4 separate regions of the Mus musculus genome follow, and regions 1, 2 and 3 are each linked to region 4. A link is a contact called in public Hi-C, HiChIP or PLAC-seq and promoter capture Hi-C data. All regions are on one chromosome and are shown on one strand. Each heading gives the region's core, a stretch centred on a gene start, on an enhancer-like site or on the middle of the called end of the contact. The rest is flanking DNA. Distances are from core to core; before and after follow the strand shown.

Region 1 (3,652 bases), core at 107-2,606, 1.1 Mb after region 4:
GCTTGGGGCAGCCTTGCCTGGAAGGAATGAGGAAGTCAGAGGCGAGGGAGAACTAGTTGTTGCTGTTGCCTAGGGGAACAGCACCCTCTGGTGCCTTGGGGCAAAAAGAACTTCAAGAAGGCCAGGTGTAGTGGCACACGTGTGAAAAGGCAGAGGAAGGCAGATCTCTGAGTTTGAGGCCAGCCTCGTCTACAGAGTTCCAGGACGGCCAGGACTACGTGGAGAAACAGTGTCTCAAATTTATTATTATTATTATTATTATTATTATTATTATTGAAATCCAACACGGGGGAGGCAAAAAGAAAACCAGGGGCCGAAAGAAATAAACATCAACTGTGAAGTTAGCCTGTGCCCACCAAGTTCAAGGGCCACTCACTCTGTCTTAAGGACCTCATAGAAGCCCTCTGCCGCGCACTGACCTGATACTCTGGTTTGAAGAAGCCCTCTCGCACCCACCACTGGTACCAGGCCGCTTCAACATACTGGGGACTGTAAGCAGGAGGCAGGGGCCCAGAAACATCTGTGGAAGCAGAACAGAGATCCACTACTGAACTGCATGTTAGCAGACCAAAGAGCAACAACATCGCAAAACACACCCTACACTTTACCTTTCTTTTCACCTGGCCCGGTGGGGATTTCATACAATACTACCTCCTTGTGACTCCAGGCCTTAGTGGGCACTGCAGGTATCTGCAGGGAGGAAACAGGGTGTGTGTGTGTGTTGCGGAGTGGGGGTGGAGGCTGCAATCCCCAATACACCACAGTCATCTGGATCCCTGCGCCAGTCTCTTTCAGCCCCTTCCCAAGTCTTGGGAGACCCAAGGACTGACCCCTGACCTTGCTCTTCTCAGCTAGCCCAGCCTCCAGGGCCGCCTGTTTCTCGCGCAGGCGCTTCTGTTTGGCTTCACGGTTCCTCCGAGAGACAGGGGAGCCGTGGGGCTCCGGCTGTGTACAAAGTGCCTGGGGCCTGGAAAGACCCCATGAGGGCCTCAGCCCCCAGAGCGGTGGCCGGAAAGAGGCCAGAGGCAAATGAGGCATCGGGAGTGTTTGGGAAGGGATGGAGGTCTGCTCACTACGAGGCCATGGGATGCAGGAGGTCGCAACCCTTCACTCCCATCCGCAGGACCCTCTCTCACTCTACGTCCTTCCGCCTAGGGGCGGAGCGCACGGTGTGGACAGCACTCTGGAATCACTGAAACCAGGGCGTCCAGAGAAGGCGGGAGCTCTGCCCGTCACCGGGCACTGACGCGGACACGAAGGTTGGGGTTCGGAAGCCTGGGACCACCCCCACCCCCGCAACCTCGGCCATGCGCCTCTAACTCGAACGTCCCGGCGAACTCAGAGCCGATAGGTGCATGGCGAGGTGCGCGCGCATGCGTGGGCGGGGACACGCAGGCGCATGCGTAAAAGACTCTCGCTCCTCCGGCTTTCTGGCTAGAAGCGGGTATCACTGCGTTGGGTAGGGAAACGCCGGCAGACGTCTGAAGCCGCGTAGATTTTTTTCCATAATTTTATTAAACAAGAAATATCCCGGTGTGTAAACAAAATACATCTGAGTTGGAAAGCTGCCCGCCCGGGGCTGGACCTGGCCGGCTCAGGAGCTGTGCTTCTGCCGCTTCCAGAAGCGCTTGACGTCGCTGTGCCCTGCCGGCGTCACCACCATCAGCCGCTTGGCCGAGTTCTCGAACACAAGCACGCCCAGCTCCCGCGCGTGGGCCAGCAGCAGTTCAAAGTCCACTTGCGACAGGAACTGGTTATACAGGACGCCTGGGGTCGGGTGGGACAGGCAGGAGGTGAGGGGCTGCAGTGGTCTCTGCCCCTCCAAGCAGCATGCAGGCAGGGGCTGCAGGCCACAGTTCTTAGGACTAATTCTCTACGGATAGTCGACTGTTCAACTTTAACACCTGTGGCATCCAGACACTCGAAAAGACAGCAGAATCCACAAGAAAAGCCACGCAAACCCACCTAAAGAGAAGACTGAATTACCCTGCCTCTTATCCCCTCACCTAGCTTAATTCAAACTGCACTGATTTGGGACATATTTCCTGCTACTAATATACCAAAATAAAAGATCAGTCTTCCTCTCCTTCCCTTTTGAGAAACAAATACGAAATGCACAAAACTTTTGCGTGAAATTGCTGGCCTTACCTCTTTAGCCAATGATTGAGATTAGGTCAGCGGAAGCCACTCACCTTCAGTGAACCGGAGTCTGTCCCTTTCCAGCTCCCACAGCCGAATCTGGTCTGTTATGGTGGGGGGCAGCACAGGATTCTGCAGGACAAGGGTGAGGCTATAGGACCTGGCTTCTCATCCATCCTCTCGCGGCTAGGTGCCCAGGCTGCCAGCCCCCCTGAGTCTTGGTACCCAGTCATACCTGTTTGAGCATCACTGGATGTGCCCTTGTCCTTAGGAAATGGATTATCTAGGAAAACACAAGAATGTAGAAAATCGGGCTGGCGAGATGGCTCAGTGGGTAAGAGCACTGACAGCTCTTCAGAAGATCCCGAGTTCAAATCCCAGCAACCACATGGTGGTTCACAACCACTGTAATGAGATCTGACGCTCTCTTCTGGTGCGTACTTATGTATAATAAAACTTTAAAAAAGAAGAATGTAGAAAGTCATCTGAGCTAATGTCACTGAAACAGCATCTCTGTTCTCCTAGCCACAAGCCTGACAAGACCCAGGCCTGTTCTACTGTTACTTTCAGGTGCACCTCCTGCGAGTCCCTCTATGATGCATCTGTTCTCTCCATAGTCTTGCCTTGTTTTTCTTTCTTTAAGATGGCAGTAGCAACCATATCTCAGCAGGCTCTAAGCTAAGCATCTTAACATCTAGTCTTCCAGCACCCCTGGACTGCTGTTTACTGGGAGCAGAGTAAGGCTCGCAAAGACAAGGCAGCCGTGAACTGTGGAGTGAGACAGATTCAGAGCTAGACCGTCTCACTCCATGACCTTCCAGGTTACCCCGGTGACTCGCCACCTCCCCTGACAGACCTGAGGCTGTGACAGGAATACCTTGGCCCCCAGGATGAGCACAGCCCCTCTCCCGACCTCTACTCCAAGTAGGGATACCTGCTGAGCTGTGATGCCACTAGCAATGGCCTGCTGCACACTCTCCCGGGTCACTTGTGCCACCACCATGTTGGGGAATCGATAGAGCATTTCGGAGAAAAGGGCAATGAGAGCGATCTGCAGTTCCGACTCTGCCCCAGGGATAGAGGAGGAGGAGTGAGGAGGCTGCCCAGCCCTGCCTTCCTCCAGCCCCACCCTCAAGTGTAGGAATAAATACTAGGGAGCTACATAAACCACCCAGGAAACACGGTCCTAACTGGATTTTTTCCTGTGTCCTTCCCCTCTGCATTCCCTACCCACTCACCCCCACACAGACCCACCGGTATAGGCGTACAGTCGGTAATTAGTTTCCACGACAATGAAGCCTGGCTGGTGCACAGTGCCCCCAGCCCCAGAGACACCAGATGAGAGGTTGATGGCCAGGCGTGTGGGGTAGTAACGCCGGGACTTCCTCTGGAAGAACACAGGGCAAGATGGGGTCCTCTTTCTGGTAACCACCCTCCTGTGAAACCTCCTCCCTCAAATGACCCAAGTACTCAGTCCTAGCTACTAGTACTAGTACCCAAGTACTAGTCCTAG
Region 2 (3,320 bases), core at 343-2,842, 1.3 Mb after region 4:
GAAAATGAGGTAAGTCTAAAACAACATGGAAACAACCCGAGGTAGAACTTAGCCAGGCGTCTCCAGGGTTGGTGCAGAGCCTCTAACCTGTGGGACTGTGGTCTCCAGGTTGTAGTGCTTATTCAGGAACTTGAGCAGCTTCGGCGATGGTCGGTCAATGGCCAGTTGGTGGGGCTCCACTCGCTCTTTCTGCAGGAAAACGGAAAACTTGGGGGCAGGGGTTGTAGGAGGAGCATGCTAGCAGGATACTGGGAGCCTGGTAAGGGAATACAGAGAAAAGGGGACCAACTGTGGGCCATGGAGCAGGGCCTCCTAGAGCTTCGGGGTGAAGAGCCTTTTAGATCTATTCTGACTAATCGGTAAAGGTTGTTGGGTACCTGTAACATATGCTGAAAAAGTTCTCGCCCGTGGCCATGCCGTTGCACCGACTCGTGGATGTAAAAGTCCAGAATGCAAAGGGGTTCTACCTCATTGTGAGCCTCCCGGTCATCCTAAGAGGTCAAGAACACATACTCATTAGGAGCCATGCATCTTCTTCATTGTCTCCCACCCCGCCCCCATTTCTTCTCTGACACCAGTGCTTACAAATGGCTAGTTTGCAGTGACACTCACCAGTACAAAGAGCTTCTTGTATCCAACTTTGAGGAAACCAATAATGGCTCCTTTCCCTGCCCTGTGGGATGGGGGAAATAATGAACCAGGCAGGAGCAACTGTCTGGGAGAGATTGTAAAAGGGAGGTAAGAAGAGTTTGATTCACAGGGAATAATGACAGTAAGACTCACGGTCGGGCTGAGGTGTCCTTCAGTATGTAAATAACGTGCCGGTTGCTTTGCATCCTCAAAGCGCTGGTGATGGGTGCAGGGAGGTGCTGCGCCTGCAGAGATGAAGATCTACTTTGTTTGGCTCCTTATCTGCCACCCATCTCCCTTTCCTCCTCCTAGAGGCGCCCCGTACCTTGGCAGAAGCCTTGCCCAGCTCATCTACAATAGTCATGATTTGCTGCTGCAGATCCACACTACAGAGAGAGGGGCCCGGTCAGACACTCGCTAGGTTACAGCATCGTGTAAGTCATTCCTGGCAGCCTGCTTGGCTCCCACCCAGGCTCCTCCACAGGGTCTCTGACTTTGCTTGGAACTCTTCCTCACCTCCCACCTCACCTCACCCCTCCAGATCCCAAGCTTTGGTTTCACAGCTCCCGTGTTAAGGTTACTGTGACGCGGTAGGAAGGGCGGGTCAACTATAGCCTCTTGTTGAGGCCACATTAGGCCAGATGGTGAAAGGTTACAGATGTAGGTCTATTAACCCGGCTAGATCCAGGGTCAAAGGTCACCAAAACACAAGTAAGACCGCAGGAGAAATGGCCAGTAGTCAGTGAGAAGGGGGCGTGGTTCCTGGATCAGGTTTGGAGAGGAACCGGGACAGAAGGGCCATGGGTCGGGTTTGAAATGTCACCGGGCCGGCGTTGTGGTTCCGGGTCGGCGGGCCGGAGGCCGCAGGTGCTGGTCCAGCACGGTGATCCGCTCCGGGAACAGCGCATCCACATCGAACGGGAACTCCATGGCCCATTGTGCGGGACCAGACACGCCCCACACAACGTCACTTCCGCTAAGAGGGCCGGTAAGTCTTTATCTCTAGGACCCGCCCCGAGGGCTCGCCCCGCCCCCACCATGGTTTCACAGTGCCTGGGAAACCCCATTTTTCTCTAGCAACAGTTCTCCTTTTGTAGGTCTGTGCCCCTGAGATGCCAGGGCAACCAAGTATCCTGCCCTCCCAGTGAACAGCTGAGGGAACCTTCAGAAGAACCAGTCTCACACCCCTTGGAGTTGCGGGTAGACCACACTCCCACCCCACCTCATAGACTTCACACCCACGTTTTGAACAGACAGCCCAAAGGGAGTCAAGAACGGGTGAAGAGACACAGCTTTATTGTATAAAAGCTGAGCCAGGAGGTTTAAATCAGGGACACACCATCAAGGGCATACACAAGAGTCTCCAGTTTATATGTAAGTCCTCACCAGTTACCCATAAACATCTAGTCCCCCTCAACGTCAAATGTGCTTTGTTCTCTTCATGCCAGCCAGTTCCCTATAGGGTCTGCCACTGTCACAAAACAGAACCCTTTGCAGGACACAGGATACCACGTAGCCCTAGACAGTACTCCCTTGGTCTGACTTCCCCAGGTCACAAGTTCTAAGCACTCTGGGAGCCTGGCTGCTCAATGGAGGATTCTGCTGGTGGTGTAGTGGGCATCTCTGGCATCGACTCAGGTGGCGGGCCACTTTCTTCTAGGAGATTTCCTTGATAGAGTCGGCGAAGGCGAGACAGCTCTCTCTCTGGTGGCTGTTGCCAGCTGTACCATGGGTACCAAGGTTCACCTGACAACAGTGTGGGGGCTGGTGGAGTCACACTGACAGCTCCATGCACAGTACCAAAGTCAGCATCCCGGGGCTCAACCTGGGGGACGTAGTAACTGAGAAGACCTACGGGGTTAAAGGAAATAATGGTGGATGAGGAAGGGCAGGTCAGACTCAAGACAAGAAAAAGGCACTACAAGTCGAGGGACCAGTCATAACCACCAAGCACATTCCAGCAGCGCATACACAGCACACCCTGCCAAGGAGACAGAGAACAGGCAGGGCACTGCATGGGCTCTCCCTCCTCACTCATCCGTGCAAAGGTGCTGTATAAGCCAGGTCAGAACCAAGAAACACAAGACTGTCAAGATTCAGGAGACAGAGTAGTCTGAAGAAGGAATGTTCCTTCCTTGTGTTTCCTGAAAGATCATCTCAATATGTACTCTTAGTAGCCTGGAACCTACAGCTGTTACTTCCGAGTCCAGCAACTCACCCAACGTGGAAAAACTAGGAGTCTGCTGAGTACTTTCTCATAGACATGGGAGCACGTAAGCACCTCAGAAACCCTTGCCCCTTGCTCTCACTTACCACACTCCCTGGCTTTCTGGATGGCCTGGGTCAGCTTCTTGTGCTGCTTCATACAGACCCCTACGGAGAGAAACGTCAACCTGGACAGCGTCCCACACAGCAGCAAGTCTTCTACACAGAGACAGCTGACCATTTAATGCCCCAGGGCCCTGACCTGTATCTGCCTGGATGTCCAGCCACTACAGAGATGTCATGGAATGACAGAGCCTACAGATGGGCCAGAAGATGACTCAATGACAAATGTGGTTAAGGCTGACTTGGAAAATCCACAGAAAAAGATCTTATAAGAAGTGATTTCAAATTAGGGAATGTGACAGAGTAGCAATTATTCCCAGCTCCACTCTGTAGGCTGACAACAAAAAAACTCTGACAAAAGG
Region 3 (3,351 bases), core at 667-3,166, 1.6 Mb before region 4:
ACAGTCAACATCATCCTAAACTTTTAGAAACTCAAAGCATTTCCACTAAAATCAGGCCTAACCTACGCAGTGGTAGCACATGCCTTTAATCCCAGCACTTGGGAGGCAGAGGCAGGCAGATCTCTGAGTTCGAGCCAGCCTGGTCTACAAAGTGAGTTCCATGACAGGCAAGGCTGCATATAAAAACCCTGTCTTGAAAAATCTAAACCAAAGGCAAAACCCATAACTTGAGTGTGGATGACACTTTCCCCCTTGTGACTATTAAGGCATTGGAAGGTCAGTCTCCTGGTAGAGAAAGTAGTGGAAGACATGGAGAGCTTCCAGAGTGAATGTTCGGTGTCTCTGGCTCATTATGACCTGTAAGGAGACAGTTGTCTGAGTCCAGTAGTCTTAAGGACAACTTCTCCATCTTACTGGTTGGGTCAAACTGAGTTCATGTTCCCAGGCCCAGGAACCAACTCTGATTCTGTTGTTTCACATGCTTCTTGCTTGTCTGATAACCAGTAAAGAATATATAAAAAAAAAAAAAAAAAAAGAAGTTGCCTGTTAAGGAAACTAAGGTACACACGCCATAAATCTATACACTGATTGCCTGTCATGACCTAACTGATTACATGCAGCTTGCCCACCCCTTTGCACCCTTATCATTTTGAGTTACAGGCCAAATGTCCAGGATTTCAAGGACATTGAAACTGGGTGGCCCCAGATAAGGCCCAGTCGCCAATGTGCATCACCTTCCTGACTGACTGCTCCCAGTCAGGGGCAGAGCCACAATGGAAACTCCTTTGTTCAACCCATTGTGTCAAAATATGAGTGGACGGGCTGGAGAGATGGCTCAGCGGTTAAGAGCACTGACTGCTCTTCTGAAGATCCTGAGTTCAATTCCCAGCAACCGCATGGTGGCTCACAACCATCCGTAAGGAGATCTGGCGCCCTCTTCTGGAATGTCTGAAGACAGCTACAATGTACTTACATGTAATAAATAAATCTTTAAAAAAAAATATGAGTGGACAATGCTACAGCCCACCCGGCTTCCCCCTGAACTTGTGGTTTCATCCTTTAATATGCTATACTATTTCCCTTCAGGTATGCAGTAGAGATCCCGAGCTGGCTACCTCTCTGTGTACTCAGAGAATAAAACTTTCATTTTAAGCTGCTGTCTTTGAAATCAATTTTCTTGGCTTCTCCCCGAACCTAACAGATCCACTGTGAAGCTCTTGGTCCAAAATCAGTGTTGATCTGGGAGGCTGAGACCATTTTACATTCCTGAATATAGAGGATTTCCTTGGGCAAAGAAACCTTTTTGGCTGACGTCCAAAGGCTGCTTTTCAGACCTGTTGAATCCTTTGTAGAAAACTTCGGGTGTGCAATTCCATTTTTCTCCAGACAATTTATAGTTGAATTCATTGTTGATATGTTTTAATTTTCTTGGCAGAAAACGGGTATATTGAAACACAAGGTTTGCGAAAGCTTTAGCTTAACCTCCCCAAATCTTGAGCTTGCATGTCAGGTCCTCTTTTTTTCCCTATGCCCCCAGATTGACATAGGGACTCTTCCTAAGGAAAAGTCTTGGGTTTTCTCCTTGGGGTACTGACACTAGAGGCTCCACTGTAAAGCTGTAGCATTAGTTCTTTAGGGGATAGGGTGTGTAGTTGGAAAACGCATGCACTAAGAATCCTGCTGAATGTTTCCTTAAATGCCACAAAACTTCAGGTTGCGCCAGGTTTGTTCTAGTGAAGAGCAAGCTAAAAGGGTCATGAGTGACAACTGTGATTTTAGCTGCAGCGGTACTCAGAAAGGCTGATTTCTTTTTAATTAAGCTCGTAGGAGGCAGGGGGAGTTATTCACCAATCAACGGCGCTGTTATTCCCCTGTCCAATAAGAAGCGCAGATAATCGAAGGGTTCCTCACTTGCTACCATCTTGAAGCCGGTGCAGCTGCGGGAAGAGTCGTGTCAACTCTTCTTCGGTTACTGTCACTTCTTCTAATTTCAGGCTCCTTGGAGAGGACACAGTATGCATCAAAAGCAGAGAATGGTGAGTGTGTCACGGGCTCCTGGCTTCGAGGATGGCAGATCTGTGACACTGCCAGGAGACCAGGGTCCAGTTCTGTCCCTTCACTACGAAACGGGTTTCATGCCAGTCCTTTCAGTGTGGGTCCATGCCTCGAACTTACACCTCTGCAGAATTTGCAGCGCTGGTAGATTGGTGATGCTGAACGCAAACTGCGTTTTGAACGACAGAGGGTGTGTGAGCGCTGTTGCGGGTCTTTCTGCCCTTGCACTTTCGTTTGCCCTGCTGTAGTTTTCCTCCGTGATCACGGTGTGTTTTTCTTTCGTTTTCTTTATTTTTTTCAGCTGTTGGGGGTCCCCCCAAAACAAAACACAAGCAGGCACAAGAGTCCAGCAAAGCAAGATCTTTATTTTAATTAAGCAGAAAAACCTGACCGGTCAGGGACAATAGCATAGACCCCGTCCCGGAAGGAAAATTGCACAGCATATTTCGGATGAGACCTCAGAGCAAAGGGGAGTGGAGTGAGTGGGCTGTAGCGTTGTCCAGCCGTATTTTGACATAAGGGGTTGGGCAAGGGAGTCGCCAATGTGATTTTGATGACTCCTGCGGCTTGTCACAGGAAAGGGGTAAAGGAATCATTGGTGATGAAGCCTCCCCTGGGCCACCTGGTTTCAAGGCTTTTTTCTCAGAATCTTGGTGGTCAGGCCTCATCCTGGACATTTGGTGAGTAACTCAAAATGATGAGGGGCAAAGGAGCTGGTTCCTGGGCCTGGGAACACGGACTCAGTTTGTTTCTGTCAGCAGGATAGTGAAGCTGTCCTTGAGATGCGTGGATTCAGACAACTGTCTCCTTACAGTAGGGCCAGTTGAACCCGAGGCTTTATTTATGTTAGGCAAAGGCTCCTTGTTGTGTAGAGGGCATTTTTCTCCATTGGAAATCTATTTCAACCTCGCTTTTGAGCTCTCTTTTGAATAATAATGCTGGTCAAAATAGTTAAAAGTGGAAATATGGAAAAATGGGGGGAAAGCCTGAGGGAAGGGATTCATGTAGCTGTAATTTGGTTTTCCTTGGTGGGTTTCTCCGAACAGAAAGAATTAGGAGAGTTCGTCAATTAGTCTTTAATTGGAATACAGTTCTTGGAAGAAATATTAAATCTTTGGTGTTTTTGCCTTCAACTACTTGTTCTATGTAGATAGTAATCTCTGACCATCAAGAAAGTCGGGGATGATCAGCCTGACACAAAGGCACCATTTATTTTTTTCCTTGAAATGGTTGAAACTGTTTTTGACTTTTCCTGCTGCCTGTGTATCTGCATGTAGAGTTCTCAGCTACCTCTCC
Region 4 (3,458 bases), core at 542-3,041:
CGCAGGATGATCAGGGATGGCCCCCTGTGAATGCCACCGCTCGGCCTTGGAGATCTGCTCCTCCCTCCCCTCCTCCTCCTGGAACCCGACACACAGGTACCCCACCAACCCTGGAAGATCTTGACCCTATCACCCAGGCTACCCCAGTGTAGGTCCACTAACCATCACACCTGTTGGTCCCTAGCTCGTCCACCAGCTCACCTGTCCCCACCGCTTGCTACTCCCATTCTGCCATAGCCTCTGGGTCTGAATCCTCCTCCTTCCTCTCCCATAGCCCTAGGGCCCCGTTCTGGCTCCCTGCTCTCCCTGCAGACTGAGCTCCTTCTGGACCTAGTGGCCGAAGCCCAGTCCCGCCGCCTAGAGGAACAGAGGGCCACCTTCCACACCCCCGAGGCCCCACCAAACCTAGCCCCAGCCCCACCCCGGCTTCTTGAAGACAAAGAACAGCTCTACAGCACCATCCTTAGTCACCAGGTAAGGCACATCCCACCCCACATGCATCCATGGAGACAAGACCCAGGTCTCCTAGCTGGCCTTCTGCCTGAGCCCTAACTTCTTTGTCCCTAAGCATATGTCCTTTGGTAAGCCTCTAGTCTCCCCATCCCCATCACAGATTTCCTATCTGCCCCACACCAACCCTGGCCTCTCTTACCCAAAACCATTATGGGCTACCAATGCCCTTTTCTCCCTCCACGTTTCTAGTGCCAGCGGATTGAAGCCCAACGGTCTGACCCGCCCCTTCCCCCCGGGGGGCAGGAGCTTCTGGAGTTGCTGCTGAGAGTTCAGGGTGGAGGTCGAATGGAGGAGCAGAGATCCCGGCCTCCTACACACACCTGCTGAGACCGGAGCTCCTCACCAGTCCCTTCTCTCTGGGACTCAAAGCTGGGACACTCCCCGAAGGTCTTCAACCCTGTTTGGCAGGGGTAACCAGAGATGGAAGACCCGGCTAAAATTGCTGTATTTACCACCCACTTTCCCTGGGGACTGGACTTGGGACAAGTACTCTAACCATGAAGATAAGCAAGGTAGGGTGGACACAACTCCCGAGGACAGTTAAAGAGTCTCTATCCTGAGCTGTCAAGCTACTAAACAGGGTGTGAGGGCTGCGGCCTGCCCCTGCCTAGTGAGAAAAAAAGGGAAGAGTAAGACAATTGTCCAGCACTAGCAGTCTCAGGCCCCAAGGCAGAGGGGCCCAGAGGCGGTGAAGCGACTCTTACCCCGCCCCCACCCTGCTGCTGAGTCTGTCTGATGTTTTGGTTGTATGAATAAACATAATTCCCCTCTGGACTGAAGACTGGTATCTGGGGGTGTGTGTGGGGGGGTGCAAGGTGGGTAGGTGAGGCCTGGGGCAGCCGCTCTCAGCGATCTGGCCAGAGGCCAGCTCCCCTCCCTGGCTGGTTAATTACTGGCTCATTAAGCAGCGGCTGGAGACCTCCCTAATCATCTCCCCCAGCCCCCAGTCTCCCGGTTTTAATTAAGTCGAACAAGGAGGGGAGTCATTAGAACAAGAAATATGAACCGAGCTGTCGGAGAACATTCCAGAGGCCGGAGTCCGCACCACCCGACCATGGCCTCGGAACCCAGGTGGCCGAGACACCCACCCCAGCGCCCTTTCGGCCAGCGCCGAGGCCAACCCAGTCTCTCCCCGGCCGCCCGGCCGCTCCCCGCCTCCACCCGCCGCCGCCGCCGCCGCCTGGCCTGCGTCTCCCCGCCCCCGGCTCCTCCCCGTTCCTCCTCTCCTCCCCTCCTCTTCCTCCCGCTCCCCTCCCCCAGCCGCCTCCCTCGTTCCCCCTTCTCCCTCCTCCCTCCTCTCGCACACACACCCCCGCTTGGGCCTCCTCTCTCTCTCTCTCTCTCTCCGGCTCCATTTTCTCCGCCGCCGGGGGCCGGGGTCTCCTGTGGGGGTGCCCAGGCGGCACCCCGGGTCTCCCCTTCAGTGCCGGGGTGAACCCCCGAGGGGAGCCGGGAGGCGGGTTGCCGGGCGGGGTTGGGGCGGAGGGAGCAGCGGCCCCAGCGAGTTTGGGGGGGAAGTCACCCGGCGGGGGGAGGGGCGAGCAGGGAGGGGGCCTCAGGCCCCCCCCCAGCTATGGACGAGCGGCTGCTGGGGCCGCCTCCTCCGGGCGGGGGCCGTGGGGGTCTGGGGCTGGTAGGTGCGGAGCCCGGGGGCCCTGGCGAGCCTCCCGGTGGCGGAGACCCCGGTGGGGGAAGTGGGGGGGTCCCGGGAGGCCGAGGGAAGCAAGACATCGGGGACATTCTGCAACAGATAATGACCATCACGGACCAGAGCCTGGACGAGGCCCAGGCCAAGTGAGTGCCCCCACCCCGGGACCCCGCTCACAGCTCTGAGTCCTCTGCAAGCCCCCCTCCCCCAGGGCCCTCTCTGGATCTTGCAACTCTTTTCTTTCCTTAGTTCTAGTGTTCTCTCAAAGCTTGCTTTGCCCCTAGGCCCTAAAGCCTCCTCCACAGAGCGAACCCCAGGTGGTCTCACTCCCTCCTAACCTTTTGCTGACCCCTACAGTCAACTCTGGCCCATCTCTTGGCTCCCAGACTTAGAAACTGTTCTCAGCCAAAGCTGTCTTCCCTAACTATCCGGCTAGCCCACCCCATTCTCCGCGTACGGATCCAGGATCTCCACACATTCCCTTCCACGGAGGTCGGGGCCTCCAAGAGTCCTCAACAGCCTTCCCCCTGCTCAGCCCACACATTCTGTACTGAACTCCCAGGTAGCAGGGCACCCCCCCCCCCACCTTTCTCAGGCCCCCTACCGCCTCACACTGACAGCCTCCGGTTCTCTACTCCACAACCTACCTAGTCACCTTTATTTCTTCAGTCATCTCTAGATCCTTGCTCCATCTTTTTGCTTGAACCATCCCTCTTAGCCTCAGCCCGCCCATAGTGACTTTAGCCCCACTGCCTGCATCTTCTGCTTCCTGTGACCCTGCCGCTTCCCGAAGCTATGGCAGCTGATCTCAACTATCCCTCGGACTCCACTCTACCCCGATTCCCACTTAACCCCCTCGCAGATTATGCCCCCACCTTGCACCCTGGCACCCCTCTCGTCTTTCTCCTGCCTGAACCCTTTCTCTCCTCCCGTTCCTCCTAAGGAAACATGCCCTAAACTGTCACCGAATGAAACCTGCCCTGTTTAGTGTCCTGTGTGAAATCAAGGAGAAAACTGGTACGTAGGTGCCCCTCTGATGCTCACTTCTGGGAGCAAGACTCTGCCTTAGGGCTTAGAGTTTGACAACTTGAAGCCTTGAGGAAATTGAGAGCCACGGAGGTTGCATGAAAGGAAGTGGGGAAGGGAAGCCCTGGAGCCCTGGGACCGAGGATGGAGCTTTGACCGGGGATGGGGGTGGGGGGTGAGGGGTTCCTTAAGTCTGTTTGCCTGCCTGCTAGGCCTTAGCATTCGGAGCTCCCAAGAGGAGGAGCCCGTGGACCCACAGCTGATGCGCCTG

The links. Promoter capture Hi-C pulls out the DNA fragments that hold promoters and counts their contacts. Hi-C and Micro-C count contacts between places; a contact is called where the count stands out from the background. HiChIP or PLAC-seq counts read pairs in DNA pulled down with a chosen protein or histone mark.
Region 1: a Hi-C map of B cells shows a contact between it and region 4, with 7 read pairs. The contact joins the promoter of Vars2 here to the promoter of Pbx2 in region 4. A contact is called at or near these places in 2 of 39 promoter capture datasets (liver and pre-B cells), 1 of 484 Hi-C or Micro-C datasets (B cells) and 1 of 115 datasets of contacts at active chromatin or transcription factors (pancreatic cancer cells).
Region 2: a contact with region 4 is called in a promoter capture Hi-C map of erythroid cells, with 5 times the contacts expected there. The contact joins the promoter of Atat1 here to the promoter of Pbx2 in region 4. A contact is called at or near these places in 2 of 39 promoter capture datasets (erythroid cells and hippocampal neurons), 1 of 115 datasets of contacts at active chromatin or transcription factors (pancreatic cancer cells) and 1 of 9 other capture datasets (adipose tissue).
Region 3: a contact with region 4 is called in an H3K27ac HiChIP or PLAC-seq map of microglia, with 5 times the contacts expected there. The contact joins the promoter of Zfp952 here to the promoter of Pbx2 in region 4. A contact is called at or near these places in 1 of 39 promoter capture datasets (pre-B cells) and 1 of 115 datasets of contacts at active chromatin or transcription factors (microglia).

What each region holds. Positions count from the first base shown.
Region 1 is chr17:35,666,236-35,669,887 of GRCm38.p6, forward strand. Vars2 (valyl-tRNA synthetase 2, mitochondrial) reads right to left here and starts at 1,357. Exons shown (of 29, transcript NM_175137.4): 1 at 838-1,357; 2 at 609-690; 3 at 420-520; 4 at 1-17. The coding sequence starts at 1,038. It overlaps Gtf2h4 (general transcription factor II H, polypeptide 4), which reads right to left. Exons shown (of 14, transcript NM_010364.4): 10 at 3,394-3,526; 11 at 3,074-3,204; 12 at 2,375-2,422; 13 at 2,193-2,271; 14 at 1,493-1,767. The coding sequence ends at 1,595.
Region 2 is chr17:35,908,476-35,911,795 of GRCm38.p6, forward strand. Atat1 (alpha tubulin acetyltransferase 1) reads right to left here and starts at 1,593. Exons shown (of 13, transcript NM_001142744.1): 1 at 1,454-1,593; 2 at 956-1,016; 3 at 784-875; 4 at 613-673; 5 at 378-491; 6 at 88-189. The coding sequence starts at 1,560. Mrps18b (mitochondrial ribosomal protein S18B) reads right to left here. Exons shown (of 7, transcript NM_025878.2): 6 at 2,944-3,003; 7 at 1,905-2,481. The coding sequence ends at 2,192. It overlaps Gm16279 (predicted gene 16279), which reads left to right and starts at 1,260. Exons shown (of 2, transcript NR_167681.1): 1 at 1,260-1,618; 2 at 1,728-2,045.
Region 3 is chr17:32,991,223-32,994,573 of GRCm38.p6, forward strand. Zfp952 (zinc finger protein 952) reads left to right here and starts at 1,917. Exons shown (of 4, transcript NM_001045559.1): 1 at 1,917-2,036. The coding sequence starts at 2,016.
Region 4 is chr17:34,590,468-34,593,925 of GRCm38.p6, forward strand. It overlaps Pbx2 (pre B cell leukemia homeobox 2), which reads left to right and starts at 1,792. Exons shown (of 9, transcript NM_017463.3): 1 at 1,792-2,307; 2 at 3,105-3,178; 3 at 3,400-3,458. The coding sequence starts at 2,087. It overlaps Gpsm3 (G-protein signalling modulator 3 (AGS3-like, C. elegans)), which reads left to right. Exons shown (of 4, transcript NM_134116.5): 2 at 1-96; 3 at 275-474; 4 at 703-1,287. The coding sequence ends at 840.